Regions from separate parts of the Mus musculus genome. Here region 2 is linked to region 1. A link is a contact called in public Hi-C data. All regions are on one chromosome and are shown on one strand. Each heading gives the region's core, a stretch centred on a gene start, on an enhancer-like site or on the middle of the called end of the contact. The rest is flanking DNA. Distances are from core to core; before and after follow the strand shown.

What was found. A called contact is a pair of places that touch in the nucleus more often than the background predicts.
Region 2: a contact with region 1 is called in a Hi-C map of LSK cells, with 2.3 times the contacts expected there. The contact joins the promoter of Cd93 here to the promoter of Thbd in region 1. A contact is called at or near these places in 8 of 39 promoter capture datasets (the 3T3-L1 cell line, 3T3-L1-derived adipocytes, embryonic stem cells and 3 more), 1 of 15 datasets of contacts at CTCF or cohesin (the NIH/3T3 cell line), 18 of 484 Hi-C or Micro-C datasets (B cells, the C10 cell line, the G1E-ER4 cell line and 13 more), 7 of 115 datasets of contacts at active chromatin or transcription factors (the 230-238 cell line, CD8 T cells, bone marrow-derived macrophages and 3 more) and 2 of 9 other capture datasets (adipose tissue and liver).

The regions. Positions count from the first base shown.
Region 1 is chr2:148,406,349-148,410,554 of GRCm38.p6, reverse strand. It overlaps Thbd (thrombomodulin), which reads left to right and starts at 2,367. Exons shown (of 1, transcript NM_009378.3): 1 at 2,367-4,206. The coding sequence starts at 2,609.
Region 2 is chr2:148,441,850-148,446,055 of GRCm38.p6, reverse strand. Cd93 (CD93 antigen) reads left to right here and starts at 2,521. Exons shown (of 2, transcript NM_010740.3): 1 at 2,521-4,206. The coding sequence starts at 2,632.

The sequences.
Region 1 (4,206 bases), core at 1,118-3,617:
GGCCTGTAGGCAAGCCTGTGGTGCACTTTCTTGACTGATGATTGATGTGGACGGGCCCATCTCCTTGTGGGAAGTGCCACTCTTGGGCTGGTTGGTCCTGGGTGATATAAGAAGACAAGCTGAGCAAACCATTGAGAAGCAAGGCAGTAAGCAACATTTCACTCTGGCCTCTGTGTCCGTTCCTGCCCTTAGGTTCACGCCCTGACTCCTCTGGACAATGAACCTTAAGCAGGAAGATGAAACAAACTGCTCTCTCCTCAAGTTGCGTTTGGTCATGGTGTTTTCTCACAGCCACAGAAACCCTAATTAAGGCAGTTGTCGTATTGAAAAGTCCCCACTCAGGAGGGTAACCACCATTTAATTCCATGCTCTCACAGCACTGAATAATCCCACCAGTTCACACTCTGCAGACAGTGCCTCTGGTCCATGCCCTGTTGTCTTCTACCTAGGGGATGCCCCTACTCTGGAACAGTGCCCCTGGAGGTCCCATCCCACATAAGAAAGCTGCCCCCTTCTCTAGAGGCTATCCCCTTGTCCAACCCCTAGTCATTCTTCTCTCTTTCCTAGGACCCAGGCATTGCTATATTTATTCCCATTCCCTCTGGAGTTTTCTTTCCTGGAGAGCTGAGGCAGCTTTGACCCAATAAAGACAACGTCAGTCAAGGGGGTGGTGGACTCTACAGGTCCCAGCTCTGGCTTGACAGAGACAGAGTCCCACATGGGCAAGCAGATGGAGGATGTTCCACCTGCTTCTTTTTACAATTTCAGTGCTTTCATTTCACCCTCTTTTTTTTTTTTTTTTTTTTTTTTTTTTTTTTTTTTTTTTGGTTTTTTTGAGACAGGGTTTCTCTGTATAGCCCTGGCTGTCCTGGAGCTCACTTTGTAGACCAGGCTGGCCTCGAACTCAGAAATCTGCCTGCCTCATTTCACCCTCTTGGCCACGCGTCCCTCTGTGAATGTTTTTCTCCACGTGAGGACACCGCAGCCTTCTGTTCTCATCTAAAGTCCGAGCTGTACTGAACCAGAGAAGCTATTCATTTGTAAGCCATGGGAACTTCGCGAGGCTTCCCACAGACGAATTTCCTAACCTTCAGCTTTGCTCCAGGCAGTCTGAGCTGCTCCGTAGCAGTTGTAGTAAGTAATGCTCTACTGTCCTTGGATTGGTCTAGAGTTCAACAGCACCGCCTCCTGGCAGTGGGGTGGAAGTGACTGCCACGGAGTGCAGGGTCCTCTTGGTGTGTGTGTGTGTGTGTGTGTGTGTGTGTGTGTGTGTGTGTGATGACGCGCACGCTTGGGGAATAGGCAGATGAGAGAGGTGGGGAGGAGGTGGCTAAGCTTTGATTTGAACACAGCCCTCCACATTCTTGGTGAGTGCTTAGCATCTAAAAGTCTTAAGTGACAGATTCCCTTCCTCCCCTCCCAGCTGCCCACAAGACACTCCTCTTCAATGCCCTTTGTGAGCAAACGGATTGTGTAGGCACCTCTATCTTTTGAGACTCTCAAATGACGATGGAAATGATCACGTCAAAAGGAACCAAGTAGGCTCTATTGTAGCTCATACAGTCTCCTTGCAAAGCCCCCTCCCCCCCTCCCCACCCCGGGGCCAGTTTCATTGAGGGGTCTGAGATAGGCTTGGAGGAAAACAAAACAAACCAGAACAAAGGAACGCAACACACCTTCCCCAGAGGATTCTGCAGGAATTGAACTGGGAAAGGGGGCCATGATCTCTGAGCCCAGACAAAACTTGCACGATGTTCTCAAGCAACTAGATAGGGTCTGGCCTTGGAGATGCCTGCTCAGAACAGGAGAGGAATGGAGACTGGAGAAGGGTTTGGGGTTATTAGACCACTCTCTCCTCTTGCTGCCCTAGTATTGTTTCCCCTGGCCTCCTCCAAGGTCATTTGGGACCTAAACCTCCGATTGTCAATGCAGCCAGGCTTCCTGAGTTCCTGCCTTGCATTTAGCTCACCTTTTTCAGAGTCTTGCAAGTCTCAGACACACCTCTACTGGACTTTTCTTTTCCCTGCCCCACCAACCGGACCATCTTCCAAACTTTGGTAGCATCTATGTGGAAGTGTGAGTGTGAGTGTGTGTGTGTTCGCGTCTGAGTGTGTGTACGTGTGTAGAGGTTTAAACACAGGCTACCCGCGGGCTATACCGGAGAGTCTGGGGCAGGAACTGTCGTCTTGCTGACACAGTTCTGTTCTGTGGTGGCGCCTGCAGGCCACGCCCGAGGGCCTCCCAACGCCCAGACAGACTTTTTAACTCATCGCGCAGAGGTGATCCCAGGCTGGAGGGCGGGCGCAAGGCGTCCGGAGAACCCAGTAATCCGAGAACGCAGCATCAGCCCTTCCCACCAGGCACTTCCTTCCTTTTCCCGAACGTGCAAAGAGGGAGGGCCGCGCATTTATAAACTGGAGCTTCAGCGGAGTGGCATGTTAGAGGCTGCCTCGCAGGGACTAGGAGCCTGGGCTAGAAACGTCTAGGTTGTGATAGAGGCTAGCTGCTGTCGCCGCAGGCATACGGAAACCCCTCTGCCTGGACTGGGTGTCTGCACCAGCGCAGGGCTAGCTTTTCTCGGAACTTGCACGGTGCACCCCTGGACAGCATGCTTGGGATTTTCTTTCTGGGTGTGCTGGCTCCAGCTAGCCTGGGGCTCTCCGCACTAGCCAAGCTGCAGCCCACAGGCAGTCAATGCGTGGAGCATGAGTGCTTCGCGCTTTTCCAGGGCCCCGCGACCTTCCTCGATGCCAGCCAGGCCTGCCAGCGCCTGCAAGGACATTTGATGACAGTGCGCTCCTCAGTGGCTGCCGATGTCATCTCCCTTCTGCTGAGCCAGAGCAGTATGGATTTAGGGCCCTGGATCGGTTTACAGCTCCCGCAGGGCTGTGACGACCCGGTGCATCTCGGGCCCCTGCGCGGCTTCCAGTGGGTTACTGGCGATAACCACACCAGTTACAGCAGGTGGGCGCGGCCCAACGACCAGACGGCTCCACTCTGCGGCCCTCTGTGCGTCACGGTCTCGACAGCAACTGAAGCTGCACCCGGCGAGCCGGCCTGGGAAGAGAAGCCATGCGAGACTGAGACCCAGGGTTTCCTCTGTGAGTTTTACTTCACAGCTTCCTGCAGGCCTCTGACGGTGAATACTCGCGATCCTGAGGCTGCCCACATCTCTAGTACCTACAACACCCCGTTCGGGGTCAGTGGTGCGGACTTTCAAACGCTGCCGGTAGGCAGTTCCGCCGCGGTGGAGCCCCTTGGCTTGGAGCTGGTGTGCAGGGCCCCGCCCGGAACTTCAGAGGGACACTGGGCTTGGGAAGCGACAGGAGCCTGGAATTGCAGCGTGGAGAATGGTGGCTGTGAGTACTTGTGCAATAGGAGCACGAATGAACCCAGATGCCTCTGCCCCAGAGACATGGACCTGCAGGCCGATGGACGTTCGTGTGCAAGACCTGTGGTTCAATCGTGCAACGAACTCTGCGAGCATTTTTGTGTCAGCAACGCTGAAGTGCCAGGCTCTTACTCCTGTATGTGTGAGACAGGCTACCAGTTGGCTGCAGACGGACACCGGTGTGAGGACGTGGATGACTGTAAGCAGGGGCCCAATCCATGTCCCCAGCTCTGTGTTAACACCAAGGGCGGCTTCGAATGCTTCTGCTATGATGGCTATGAGTTGGTGGATGGAGAGTGCGTGGAGCTTCTGGATCCGTGTTTCGGATCTAACTGCGAGTTTCAGTGCCAGCCAGTGAGCCCCACCGACTACCGATGCATCTGCGCTCCAGGCTTCGCACCCAAGCCGGATGAACCGCACAAGTGCGAAATGTTCTGCAATGAAACTTCGTGCCCAGCAGACTGTGACCCTAACTCTCCTACTGTTTGTGAATGCCCTGAAGGCTTCATCCTGGACGAGGGTTCCGTATGCACGGACATTGATGAGTGCAGTCAAGGCGAATGCTTCACCAGTGAATGTCGAAACTTCCCTGGCTCCTATGAGTGTATCTGCGGGCCTGACACAGCCCTTGCTGGTCAGATTAGCAAAGACTGTGACCCCATCCCTGTTAGGGAAGACACCAAGGAAGAGGAGGGCTCTGGGGAGCCTCCAGTCAGCCCTACGCCAGGCTCTCCGACAGGTCCCCCTTCTGCAAGGCCAGTGCACTCTGGCGTGCTCATTGGCATCTCCATTGCCAGCCTGTCCCTGGTGGTGGC
Region 2 (4,206 bases), core at 1,272-3,771, 35 kb before region 1:
GCATGCTGACCATCACCTAACTCCACTTCTCAGTGTCTACAAAAAGTTCTTATGTTATCTCTTCAGTTTTCCCCAAAGGATTCCAAAGAAAATCCCAAATCATTTCATGTCCTGGGGCTCTACTGTCTTCTGTATCCTGCCTCCCATGCCTCAGGCTCTAGGCTCAGTGCAACCAACCCCTTGTCCACAAGGCCATGGTGTATATTCTTTCCCACATGTGCCCCATTCTTAGATATCTTCCCCTTAGAACATTGTTTCTTAATCTGTGGTTGCGACCCTTTCAGGAGTTAAGTGACTCACAGGAGCCACATATCATATATCCTGAATGTCACATATTTACATTATAATTCATAACAGTTGCAAAATTACAGTTAAAAGGTAGTAATGAAAATAATTTTATGGTGGGGGGGGTGGTCACTGCAGCATGAGGAAGTGTATTAAGGGGTCACAGCATTAGGAAGGTAAAGAACCACTGCCTCAGAGTCTAACTCCGTTGCCCTTTTTATTCCCTTCCGTACTGCCTACTTCCCACTACCAGCTTCGGATTCTGATAATGGTCTTTTCTGCCACCCCTTGCTTTGCCTTATGTTGCCTTCAATGAAGTGAATCAATACTGAATTGTTCACATTTGTCACTTTTTGAAATCATGAAGGTAAGAATACCTCCCTGTAATTAGTGTTTAGCCTGGTATCCAATATGAAAAGTTATTAGACTGGTAGATGGCTGAGTAGATGGATGGATTAGTGCATGGCTGAGTAGCTAAGTGGATGATGAGGTGGATGGAATGCTATGGACACCTGAGAAAAGGTTTGAGTGAATTCTTGGGAATCAGGTCTTGTTAGTTCTGAACTCCAGATAGCATTCCCCTAAAAACCTGCCTAGACAATATCCTGAACCCCAATAAAAGCTTTGATATCCTCTCTTCCTCTCTCCATCCTTCTCCCCCCTTCCTCCCTAGTCTCCCCCTATCTTCTCTCTGTCCTTCCCTCTCCTTATTTCTCTCCCCTCCCTCTCCCTTTCAGTGTTGCCATAGTTCCCCACTTCCCACTAACATTGAGATCTGTGGTAACACAAATCTCTTAATTCACATGTTCTTTTGGGTTGCTTCCTCTTGCAAGTCACGACCACACTCACAACCGTGGGCATCTTGGGAAGAAGAAATTGCATCTAATAAAGAAAACAAAACAAAACAAAACACCCCCCCACCCCACCCCAAAAAATCTATCAGGACATTTGCCCGTGTCAAGCCCTGCCTCTGGAAGGGGCATATGATCTGGCAGGCCAAGACTAGAAATTGCAAAGTGACCTCAAAAGCAAGTGAGAGAACAGTGTAGCCAGCTGCCAGCAATAGAGGAGTGAGTGCTCAAGATCTGCCCAGAATCCTGCCTCAGCTGGATCCTGCCTCCACTGGGATGACTCTGTGAAGTGGCTTTTAACCTATCTTAGGAGGCTGGGCTCATTAGCACACTTGTGTGGCCTCATTCTGTTACTACTTTCCTTTATCTCTTAATCTAACACTTTCTCCAAAGTGTTAGACTCTGAGTCTAGCTGGGGTCAAGTAGAATATGGTGGTGGTTGGGGACAGGGGCAGTTAAACGTAGTTTCCACCTTCCAGTGGCTAGCTTTGATTGAGACAGGCCTTGGCCCAGGTGCTGTGAGCTGTAACGCCTGCCCGGGTGTTGATTCTTACATCGTGATTTTGAGCTGCAGCCTCTGATTGTGCTCCTGTGCCTTTGAACTCCGCCTAAGCCTTGGGTTAGGGAATATGACAAGGCAGGCCAGGTTCATTTTCCCATCTTTCTGATCTTTTGGGGACCCTGACACTTCATTTATAGTGCACTAGGAAACCCTGAAAACTATTTTCACCTTTTTAAAAAATATATATATTCTCATGGAGATTGACATTGTTGGAAACCCAGAAATTCCCACAGCCAAAATCCTATTTAAAAGCTTCCTGTCTATTTAAAGTTCATGATGGGAAGAATAAAAGAAAAAAACGACTCCAAAAACAGAGACAGGGTACAAGATAGGAAAAAAAAGCAGATCCAGTTTGCTTCTAAAAAAGGCCGAAAACTATAATCTTTCCATGCCCTTGTGTCTCAAGCGTCACATATTTTTCTTTCCCTTCTGGTGGTTTGCAATCTGAAGTGGAATTTTATCATGGGTTACTTGGATGATACTTTTCAAGTCTCTACCCTCCCACCCCCCAAAGTCTCTGCTCACTGGACAGCATGCCACTGGGGCTCTTTGTGGTATGGGAAAGTGAACGGACTCAAAATAAAGCAGCCATATCTCTTGGATCCTCTGTGTTTCCACAGCTCTGAGCCAGAGACTGCCCTCTGAACAACAAAACCGTGATGAAGGCAACAGGAGTCAGAAGGCTATTCATGGCAGGAAACCCCAGCATCCGGTGAGAAATAAGAAGTAGGAGAGCACAGGATGCGCCCTGGGTCAGGAGGACGTGAAAAGCGAGTCTTTGTAACCTTCTCAATGCCAGAGCTGTGGTAGTGTGAAAGCAGCAGTGCGCCTCTGCTCCCTTCAGAGCACAGCCTGGTGTCAAGGTCCAGGTTCCACCGGCTGCTGCTGTCACCGCAGGGGAGTCTAGCCCCTCCCAGAAGGAGACACAGAAGAATGGCCATCTCAACTGGTTTGTTCCTGCTGCTGGGGCTCCTTGGCCAGCCCTGGGCAGGGGCTGCTGCTGATTCACAGGCTGTGGTGTGCGAGGGGACTGCCTGCTATACAGCCCATTGGGGCAAGCTGAGTGCCGCTGAAGCCCAGCATCGCTGCAATGAGAATGGAGGCAATCTTGCCACCGTGAAGAGTGAGGAGGAGGCCCGGCATGTTCAGCAAGCCCTGACTCAGCTCCTGAAGACCAAGGCACCCTTGGAAGCAAAGATGGGCAAATTCTGGATCGGGCTCCAGCGAGAGAAGGGCAACTGTACGTACCATGATTTGCCAATGAGGGGCTTCAGCTGGGTGGGTGGTGGAGAGGACACAGCTTATTCAAACTGGTACAAAGCCAGCAAGAGCTCCTGTATCTTTAAACGCTGTGTGTCCCTCATACTGGACCTGTCCTTGACACCTCACCCCAGCCATCTGCCCAAGTGGCATGAGAGTCCCTGTGGGACCCCCGAAGCTCCAGGTAACAGCATTGAAGGTTTCCTGTGCAAGTTCAACTTCAAAGGCATGTGTAGGCCACTGGCGCTGGGTGGTCCAGGGCGGGTGACCTATACCACCCCTTTCCAGGCCACTACCTCCTCTCTGGAGGCTGTGCCTTTTGCCTCTGTAGCCAATGTAGCTTGTGGGGATGAAGCTAAGAGTGAAACCCACTATTTCCTATGCAATGAAAAGACTCCAGGAATATTTCACTGGGGCAGCTCAGGCCCACTCTGTGTCAGCCCCAAGTTTGGTTGCAGTTTCAACAACGGGGGCTGCCAGCAGGATTGCTTCGAAGGTGGCGATGGCTCCTTCCGCTGCGGCTGCCGGCCTGGATTTCGACTGCTGGATGATCTAGTAACTTGTGCCTCCAGGAACCCCTGCAGCTCAAACCCATGCACAGGAGGTGGCATGTGCCATTCTGTACCACTCAGTGAAAACTACACTTGCCGTTGTCCCAGCGGCTACCAGCTGGACTCTAGCCAAGTGCACTGTGTGGATATAGATGAGTGCCAGGACTCCCCCTGTGCCCAGGATTGTGTCAACACTCTAGGGAGCTTCCACTGTGAATGTTGGGTTGGTTACCAACCCAGTGGCCCCAAGGAAGAGGCCTGTGAAGATGTGGATGAGTGTGCAGCTGCCAACTCGCCCTGTGCCCAAGGCTGCATCAACACTGATGGCTCTTTCTACTGCTCCTGTAAAGAGGGCTATATTGTGTCTGGGGAAGACAGTACCCAGTGTGAGGATATAGATGAGTGTTCGGACGCAAGGGGCAATCCATGTGATTCCCTGTGCTTCAACACAGATGGTTCCTTCAGGTGTGGCTGCCCGCCAGGCTGGGAGCTGGCTCCCAATGGGGTCTTTTGTAGCAGGGGCACTGTGTTTTCTGAACTACCAGCCAGGCCTCCCCAAAAGGAAGACAACGATGACAGAAAGGAGAGTACTATGCCTCCTACTGAAATGCCCAGTTCTCCTAGTGGCTCTAAGGATGTCTCCAACAGAGCACAGACAACAGGTCTCTTCGTCCAATCAGATATTCCCACTGCCTCT